Regions from separate parts of the Mus musculus genome. Here region 1 is linked to region 2. A link is a contact called in public HiChIP or PLAC-seq data. All regions are on one chromosome and are shown on one strand. Each heading gives the region's core, a stretch centred on a gene start, on an enhancer-like site or on the middle of the called end of the contact. The rest is flanking DNA. Distances are from core to core; before and after follow the strand shown.

The links. HiChIP or PLAC-seq counts read pairs in DNA pulled down with a chosen protein or histone mark.
Region 1: an H3K4me3 HiChIP or PLAC-seq map of embryonic basal ganglia shows a contact between it and region 2, with 3 times the contacts expected there. The contact joins the promoter of Mms22l here to the enhancer-like site in region 2. A contact is called at or near these places in 5 of 115 datasets of contacts at active chromatin or transcription factors (astrocytes, embryonic basal ganglia, embryonic forebrain and 2 more) and 2 of 9 other capture datasets (liver and pancreatic islet).

Annotation. Positions count from the first base shown.
Region 1 is chr4:24,494,959-24,498,859 of GRCm38.p6, forward strand. Mms22l (MMS22-like, DNA repair protein) reads left to right here and starts at 1,493. Exons shown (of 24, transcript NM_199467.3): 1 at 1,493-2,107; 2 at 2,880-3,005. The coding sequence starts at 1,950.
Region 2 is chr4:24,246,621-24,250,862 of GRCm38.p6, forward strand. The region is part of intron 1 of Gm27243 (a long non-coding RNA gene); the gene reads right to left. Among named protein-coding and RNA genes, the nearest start is that of Gm27243, 180 kb to the right of the region's middle. Within about 2 kb of position 1,986, at least 11 of the 459 cell types and tissues checked have an H3K27ac peak or open chromatin away from gene starts, as enhancers often do. A contact at or near this core is called in embryonic basal ganglia, where this site is marked.

The DNA.
Region 1 (3,901 bases), core at 243-2,742, 250 kb after region 2:
TATGGAAGCTTATACTTAAGTTCTTAACATTTCTATATCTTGTCAAAATTAAGATAAAAATAATTACAATTTTGTCTGATTCAAAGAAGAGTCTCTAACTTCTCTTTAGTTCTTTTCATTTCTAACCTGGACTACATACACTTGATAGGCTACACCCTTGCTTTGCGCTTTGGTTTGTTTTGGCCGACAGGAGTGAAACATGGGATGTGGTTTACTCCTTTCAGTGTTTCCCCCACTTGTCTGTGGTGGGACAGTTGTGTTTGTCTGTGAAGGCAACCACTGTTGTGTGACGATAAGTTAGGTGACTGCATCCTACAGGCACAGGTCTCACTCCTCTCTAGTAATCCGTGTTGATCCTTACTTTTCTGCTCAAGAATGATAATTGTCTCTATTAGCTGTGGGTGCCTAGTCATCCCATTTTGGGATCCAGTAACCATGGACACACCTTTGTAAGTGACCATTTCATTAAGTATCACCTTAATTGGCCTCTGTCATTTCTTTAGTTCTTCCCACTCCATGATTCACATAAGTTGAGCTCACATAATCAACATCAGGTATTTAAACAAACACAACAGACAAGAGTGTACTGGAATGTTGATGGGAGGAAGAAAAATGGCCGTATGGTATGTTGTCCTAATTGCAGTGCCAACACTAGGTATTCTCATATTCAGAAAACATACTCTTGACATCACTGTGGAAGAGACCTTCATGATACAATACTCATCACCAGCTATCATCAGCAGTCAACAAAAAAAAGCATCAGGTCTCAGAGTACCTCAACTGGGCTGCACAAATACATGTACTATAGTAGCCCTACACTGCAGTGGGAATTTTTTTTTTCTTCCGCTTCATCCCACATGTCATTTGAAAATACGTTGATTTTAACATCTAAGAGTTAGGGTAGGTTCCCTATGAAGTGGATGCCCGCAAGTAAAGCAATATATTTAAATGCAGCAGGCATTTGAATCCCCATGCCCCCCACCCCCATCTCAAGACAGTAATATTCGAGTCAACTTTAAAGAACACTTTAATAAGGAAAATGGATCGGAAAATATTTTTACAAAATTGTAACTCTTGTCCAGAGTTACAATGTATTGCAAAGGGAGCAAAAGTTGTTATGTCTGAGGAAAAAAAGCCATCTAACTTAGTCAATGTGTCCCTTGTGTTCTGGGTCACTGCTGCAGAGCAGAAGGCATCCAACACAGGAAAGCCGGGGTGGGCCCCAGGGCAGGAAGAGGGTGGCCGGGCTGCGGGAGGCCGAGGCAGGCGCGGGGCTCTCCAGAGCCCGGCCTGAAGCTGATCCCCGCCGTTCGCAGACCCTACTTCCAGGCTTCAGCGGAGAGCTGGCCACCTCGCAAACTCTCAACGGTACGGAGAACCGTGAAGAGCGAATCCCTGGACTTGTCCGGGCCGACGGGCTCTCGCGAGATCTCGGTCCGCGCCAGTGAGGACTCGCGAGAGGGCGGCGCCGGAGGCGGGGCACGCCGTGGCGGGAATTTCGCCTGCTTCCGGTTTCCTCTGCCCGGCGCTGCGTTCCGCGTTCTAGGTTTGCGGGGGCCTGCGGTTTTCCCGCGCGCTCGCCCGCCCCGAACGCCGCGCTGGGACTGAGGGAGACGGAGGGAGGCGGCGGGGCTGCGTGCTCCATCCGGGCCGTGCGGGGAAACCAGCCTGAGGAGGTGCGCGAGGGCCTCAAAACCCACGGCAGCCCGGAGGGAGCGAGGGCGGCGTTGGAAGGCTTGGCGGCTCCGGCGCCTGCGGGACGCCCGGAGGATTCTGGACCTGTTGCCTTCAGCTTCTCTGCTTTCACGTTGGTTTCCCCGGGTGCTGAGGGCACATTTTGGATCTCCGAGGTAGCTCCTTACCGTACTTTCAGCCTCTTGCAGCTTGTCTTCGGAGCCCGAACGTAACTGCCCGGAACCGCGGTGGCATTGCAGAGCAGGATGTAAATAATGGATGGCTGTTCAGCAGCGTCGACCTTCTTGACTGACAGCTTAGAGCTGGAGCTGGGGACAGAGTGGTGCAAACCCCCCTGCTTTTCTTGCGCTTTTGACAACAGAGAAGGAAAATTCTCTGGAGAGTCCTACCTTGCCAGTGGCGCCCTTAAGCGGTAGGTTAAAAAACAAACAAACAACAAAAAACCGAATTGAAGGTCCCCACCCCCAGCAATGTTGATTATCACCAATGTCTAACGTAGGTGCTCAGCAAGCCTCGTTTTACATACGCTTAGTATATAGAAGAACTTTCTGGATAATTGATAATCTCTTAGGAGTGGGTAGCTGGATATTTAATTTACTTAGACTGGTTTCAGAGCAGCCTAGTCTCTTGGAACTTGTATTTCCTTTTAAGGGGTAATAGTTATCTATAAGTTTTCAGTAGTTTATAAGTAGAACCTGATAGTTTTTGTTGCACGGGTTCTTTCCATCCAAAGCATCGGCATACAGAATTCATAGACACATTAGTCGAATGAATATTACAATAAAATTGCTGTTCTTGAATTATTTAGGTAATGCCCTTTGAGGAAACTTCATTAAAGAAAACCATTTTTTGTTGATTGTATGATTATACCTTGTTAATAATTTGTTAATAACCTTAAACCACATTAGGTATCTATATGATGTCATTCTTCCTAATTCGGAATATTTGGTGTTCTGAAAACCCATTTTCTTGTTCAAAGATAAATTACTGTGACCTCAGACCACTTTGTATATTGCTTGGACTCCATTTAGATTTTCCTTTTGGACACAACATAAGGTGTCAAGTAACCCCTCCCCCCCCCCCCCAACACACACACACATACACATATACATATGTGTTTGTGCGCGTCATCATGGCATGTATAGTCTGGATTCAAATGATTTAAGTCATTGTTTTCATTACAGGTTAATTTTAAATCTTGATCCATTACCAACTAATTTTGAAGAGGATACAGTAGAACTATTTGGCTTCCAATGGGTTACAGAAACAGCGCTAGTCTATTCCTGTAGAGAGCTCTTTCATTTATTCAGGTATGTATGTGTCTATTTTTAACTCTAATGCTGTCTAGTTTTATATTGCTGCTTTTCCACTACTGATTACAAAAGCAGGGAAATTGCTCTTTTTTATTGCTTTGCTGGTGGTCTTACCAGGAAACACTCAAGCAGTTATGACTGATAAATAATGGTTTTAAGGAGTTGTTTATATTGTGTATATTGATAAGCGAAATCCTTATCAATATATATGTGTGTGATTTAATCTCTAGATTAAATTAGTCTCTGATTAAATTAATCACATGTGATTCTAGAGATCTAATCTAGGTTATTGTATATGTTAGGCAAGCATCATACTACTGAGCACTGAATACCTGCACTGTGTATAATGTACATATTCTCTATATAACATATTGTATATGCATTGTTTTTGTTTCTAAGACAGGGCCTCAACTCTAGCCAATGTGTAGCCTAGGTCAATGACCTAAAACTTACACAGCAATCCTTTCTTAGTCTGTGATGCTGGGATTACAAGCATGAACCATCATAGATAAAGATTTGAACTACGTGCCATGAACCCTCATAAAGAGATGTCGGTGTATCTTTGATGTAGTAGATGCTGTCAATTTTTTTTCTTTGTAGGTCAACACAATCATGCATGAATGTTTTGAGTATCTGTATGTATTGTATACTACATGCATGTGTGGTGCCCTAGAGGTCAGAAGAGGGCATGGAATTAGAATTATGGATGGTTGTGGGCTACTACCATACATGCTGGGAACCAAATGCATGTCCTCTACGAGAGCAAAAAGTGCTCTTAGCTGCTGAGCCATCTCTCCAGCCTTGTGTTATTTATTGAGAGAACAAGCTGAGCAAGTTTTCTGTAATTGTAAACATTGTAGTGAGATGGGTCTTTAAGAGAGTTTCAAGGCAGA
Region 2 (4,242 bases), core at 736-3,235:
AATACATTTTATCATAGGAGTATAAAATTTAAACATGTTGTTACGAGTAACTCCTAAACTCCTTTACTAAATGAAACATACACAGCCCTGACACACACACAATTGCGTTTGTGAGAATACACGCATACCTGTGTGTGCCCATTGCAGTAACCTGTGTGCTCAAGTGAGAAGGTCAGAAGTAGACTTTTAAGTGTCTACTCCTCTCTCTGCCTGATTTTTTATTGTTGAGATAGGATCTCTCTGAGTAGACTAGCTGGATAGTGCACCCTGAGACCTGCCTGTCTCCAACCCCTACCCTAGCACTAGGATTAGAGAAACATGCCACCAAATTCAGGCTTTTACATGGCTACTGGAGACCTGAATTCAGGTCACATACTTGAGCAACAAACACTTTAGAGCTCTTGTTCCAACTCTCTAATCTAGCAGTGTTTAACCTCAATGAAAGACTGTCTAATAATAACAAGACATATTGATTATGTGTCCAAGAAGGAGATATTTAGATATAAAATGCTGAATCTTATTGTCCAGAAAAGAATGTGCTGGGAGATTTTTAGGGTCAAGTTTATTAGAAACTATTTATGATATCTCCTATTTCATTCAATAAATTTTGGGTTCTAATGTGTATCTAAAAACAAGTCTCTAAATTAATAAATAATGCAGGTATAATTTCATTTTATTAAAAATAGTTTTTTTTCACTTAATGTGTTCTGATTATGGCTTTCCCTCGCTACTCCTCCCAGTTCCTTCCCACCTCCCCTCCCATCCAGATTCACTCCCTTTCTTTCTCTCATTAGAAATGAACAGGCCTCTAAGAGATAAAAATATAATATAATATAATATATTATAATATAATATATTATATTATAATATGGTAAAACAAAACTATCACACTGAAATTGTACACGGCAAATCAACAGTGGGAAAAGAGCCCAGGAACAGGTACAAGAAACACATAGATACAAAGACACAGTCATTCACACACTCAGGGATCCAATAAAAGCACTAAATTGGAAGGTATAATTTATACCCAAAGGACCTGTAGGATAAAAATGAGAGAAATATATATATATATATATAAAATTTAAATTTTAAAATAATCAAAAAAGTATAAAAGCGATAGAAGGACATTATGACACAAGAAAACCTTTTTAAAGAAGTGCTTTGTTGTACCTTAGTGTGCGACAGGGCATATGGCACAGTTCTTTGTGAAATAGTGTTTATCCACAGAAATGCCATCAGTGGAAGATGTATGGAAAAGCTGGTGGTCTATTAAGGGACCATGGGACAACTGCATACATTTGGTAATCTGTATGAAGCCATGGAAATGACACAGCAATAGCCCATCTGTGGCTTTAGTATATAGAGCTTAAAATACAATTTCAGAATAGGAAAAAAAAGATCAAATTCTTGCTAATGAAAAAGAATGCTCAAAGTGAGCTGCTGTTAATGGGCTCATATCTAAAGGACTGTCACCTTTGGCTTTCTTATTATAAAACATTTTCTCAAGATTCCTGTGTCTTTAATAAAATACAATGTTACACACTCGCCTCCTAATGTTGTCTAAAAGGCTACTTGTGGGCAGCTATAATTTGTACTTTTATAATTTAGTGCATTTGTGAATAGGCTTAAAACTCATACAAGTGCTTGGAAAGGGCAGGGCAGATGCTGTTCAGATTTCCCTATTTGGTCCTGCCAAGTCCTTCATTCTGTATCTCAAATACCCAGTCTATTTAAAACTCAGTGTCTCTTAATAGAGATTACTAATCAAGCCGATTTATGTGGTAGTTTAGGAGGTACAGTCATTCTTTTTTTTTTTTTTTTTTTTGTCATGTTGTTTCTAAAGAAACTTTAAGGCTTACAAAAGCCACAGATTGACAGCTCCACAAAATGGAAATTCACAGAACAGAAGTGTCACATACTAGGGGGATATGGCCTCCCCTTATGCTAACCTGCCAATTCGTAGTTCCAACCTGCAAGGGTCTGCCACCAAATTCAAGAGATTATTCAGTCCTTGTGCATGCTCACTCCTTTGCCAGGAAGGGGGCCAATTAGTTCTAGCTACACTGGTCATTTCACTTCTGCCTTTATTTTTTTTCTATTAGGAGCATTTTCTCTCCATAATTTGGATGATTTTGGCCCCCAGTTCTTTGGCAGGATACTATGAAATGGCTGTCAATCACTTTAAACTGCAGCCTAATGTGAAGGCGAGCCGGAGGCGAGAAGTTCAGTCATTAGCTATTGAAACCATTCAGTTCCCCATTGTACAGGGGCTTGTGCTGCTCAGAGAAACAAAATTATAGTAACAATAATGTTAAGAATTGAAGATCATATTGCAAATGTTCCTTAAAAATAACATTCAGCTCATTAGTCAGTCTGGTTAGCCTCTACTTCTAATCTTAAAAAAAAAAAAAAAGCAATGAATATTTTTTGAATATTCATAGAATATTTCAGAAAAGTTTTACATGATTTAAAATATTTCATGTTAGTCCTGACAGATTCTATTTGTTTGATATTTTGAGAAGATAAATTCTCAGTAGTTCTAATAAAAGTGCGATGTTTAAAAAAATCGAAGATATATATATATATATGCATATATATCTAAGGATTCTTAAGCTAATTAAGATATTCCATACAAACATCATGCCAGTGGTGCTAACACTGGAGCTCAAAAAGGGAGTGTGCAAGTGGAAGTAAGTTGATGTGAATACGTTCAAACTCCCATCATGTGCAGCACATGTTAAAGCAGAGTTTAACCATTCCCTGCCCTCTGGTCTCTTTTCTTTTCTGTAAAGGAAATAGAGAGAAACAGAGTCTTAGATGCCTTAAGGAAGGATTGGATATTGTGGAGGCGGAAGGATTTCATGCAAGGGAGGAAAGATCTGGAGAACAGACTTCTATTGATGAAATTTCCTTGGCCGCTATGTCTTGTGTACACACTTGGCACCAGGCTAGTGTGACAGGCATAGCTAAAATAAACATTAAGCCTTACAACAACAGTCAAGCAATATGATATAAAATTTAAGAGTGTGATACTTCGTTAAAATAATGTACATGTGAAGAAACCACATTTATTTGCACCAACTACAGAAAGTTCCAAGCTGCATTTCCTATTTAGGATCCCACGACTTAAGTTCCCTGTAGTCCACCTCTAGAGGGCAGTAAAGCAGGCGAGAGCTTGTTCTAGGAAGCTGACAAGGTGCATACTTAAATATGAGGAGCTCTTTCTTTCTTTCTTTCTTTCTTTCTCTCTCTCTCTCTCTCTCTCTCTCTCTCTCTCTCTCTCTCTCTCTTTCTCTTTAACTAATTGAATTTGCTTTTTTGACAATTTCTTATTTGTACATAGCATTTTTCTTATACCAAGCAATATTTAAAACAGTATTTTCAAGGATTTACTGAGATGCTTATCTGCAAATATCCTCAAAAGAGTTGATTCATAGAGCAAAGCCTTCCAACTTTTTGTGATATGTTGTATCATAAATATAGTGAACAACACTTTTAAAGCAATATTCAGAAAGTACGTGGGAAATCTGAGGGCAAGCCCCCTCTGAAGTACAGATACATGTTAATATAACATTTTAAAACATTCAAAGCTCAATATTGCCCATATTTACAGAAATGCCTTTATACTTAAATAAATTACTAGTAATCACTGAGAGTATCAATGTACAAAAAATAAAACTGAAATTATTTTGGTTATGTATTTGGATTGCATTTATACATAAGAAGTTTTTATTGAGTAATTTCAGTCTTTGCAAAGTTGCAAAAAATATCATTCTATGCACTCTTCCCAGGCCCGTTAATGTCAACAAATATCTGATGCCTGATCCTATATACTTACTAATATCAGGAATTTATACATTTGTATGGTAGTATTAACAAATTTACAGATCTTTTCAATGTCTCCACCTCTCCAATGAATCTCTCTGTTCCACAACCCAATCCAGTGTCTCACTTTGTGTTTACCTGGCATTTGCTCCTTTGCTCTTTCCACAGCAATCCTTCCATGACCCATTGTATATCATCTAGAGAAACTCTTGAAGATGTGAATCCTGATAGGAATTACATAAGCCACATCATACCACAACACAACAAATCAAGGGCTTGTGTTAGAAATACTTTGTTAACTGTGATCACTTTTTCAATATACCCTAATTTGACCTTTAGAACTTGGAACTTAATTCTTTTCTATATCAAATGCAGGGCCTTCTAGGTTTTCCTAAGGAACTGGCTTCTATAATAGCA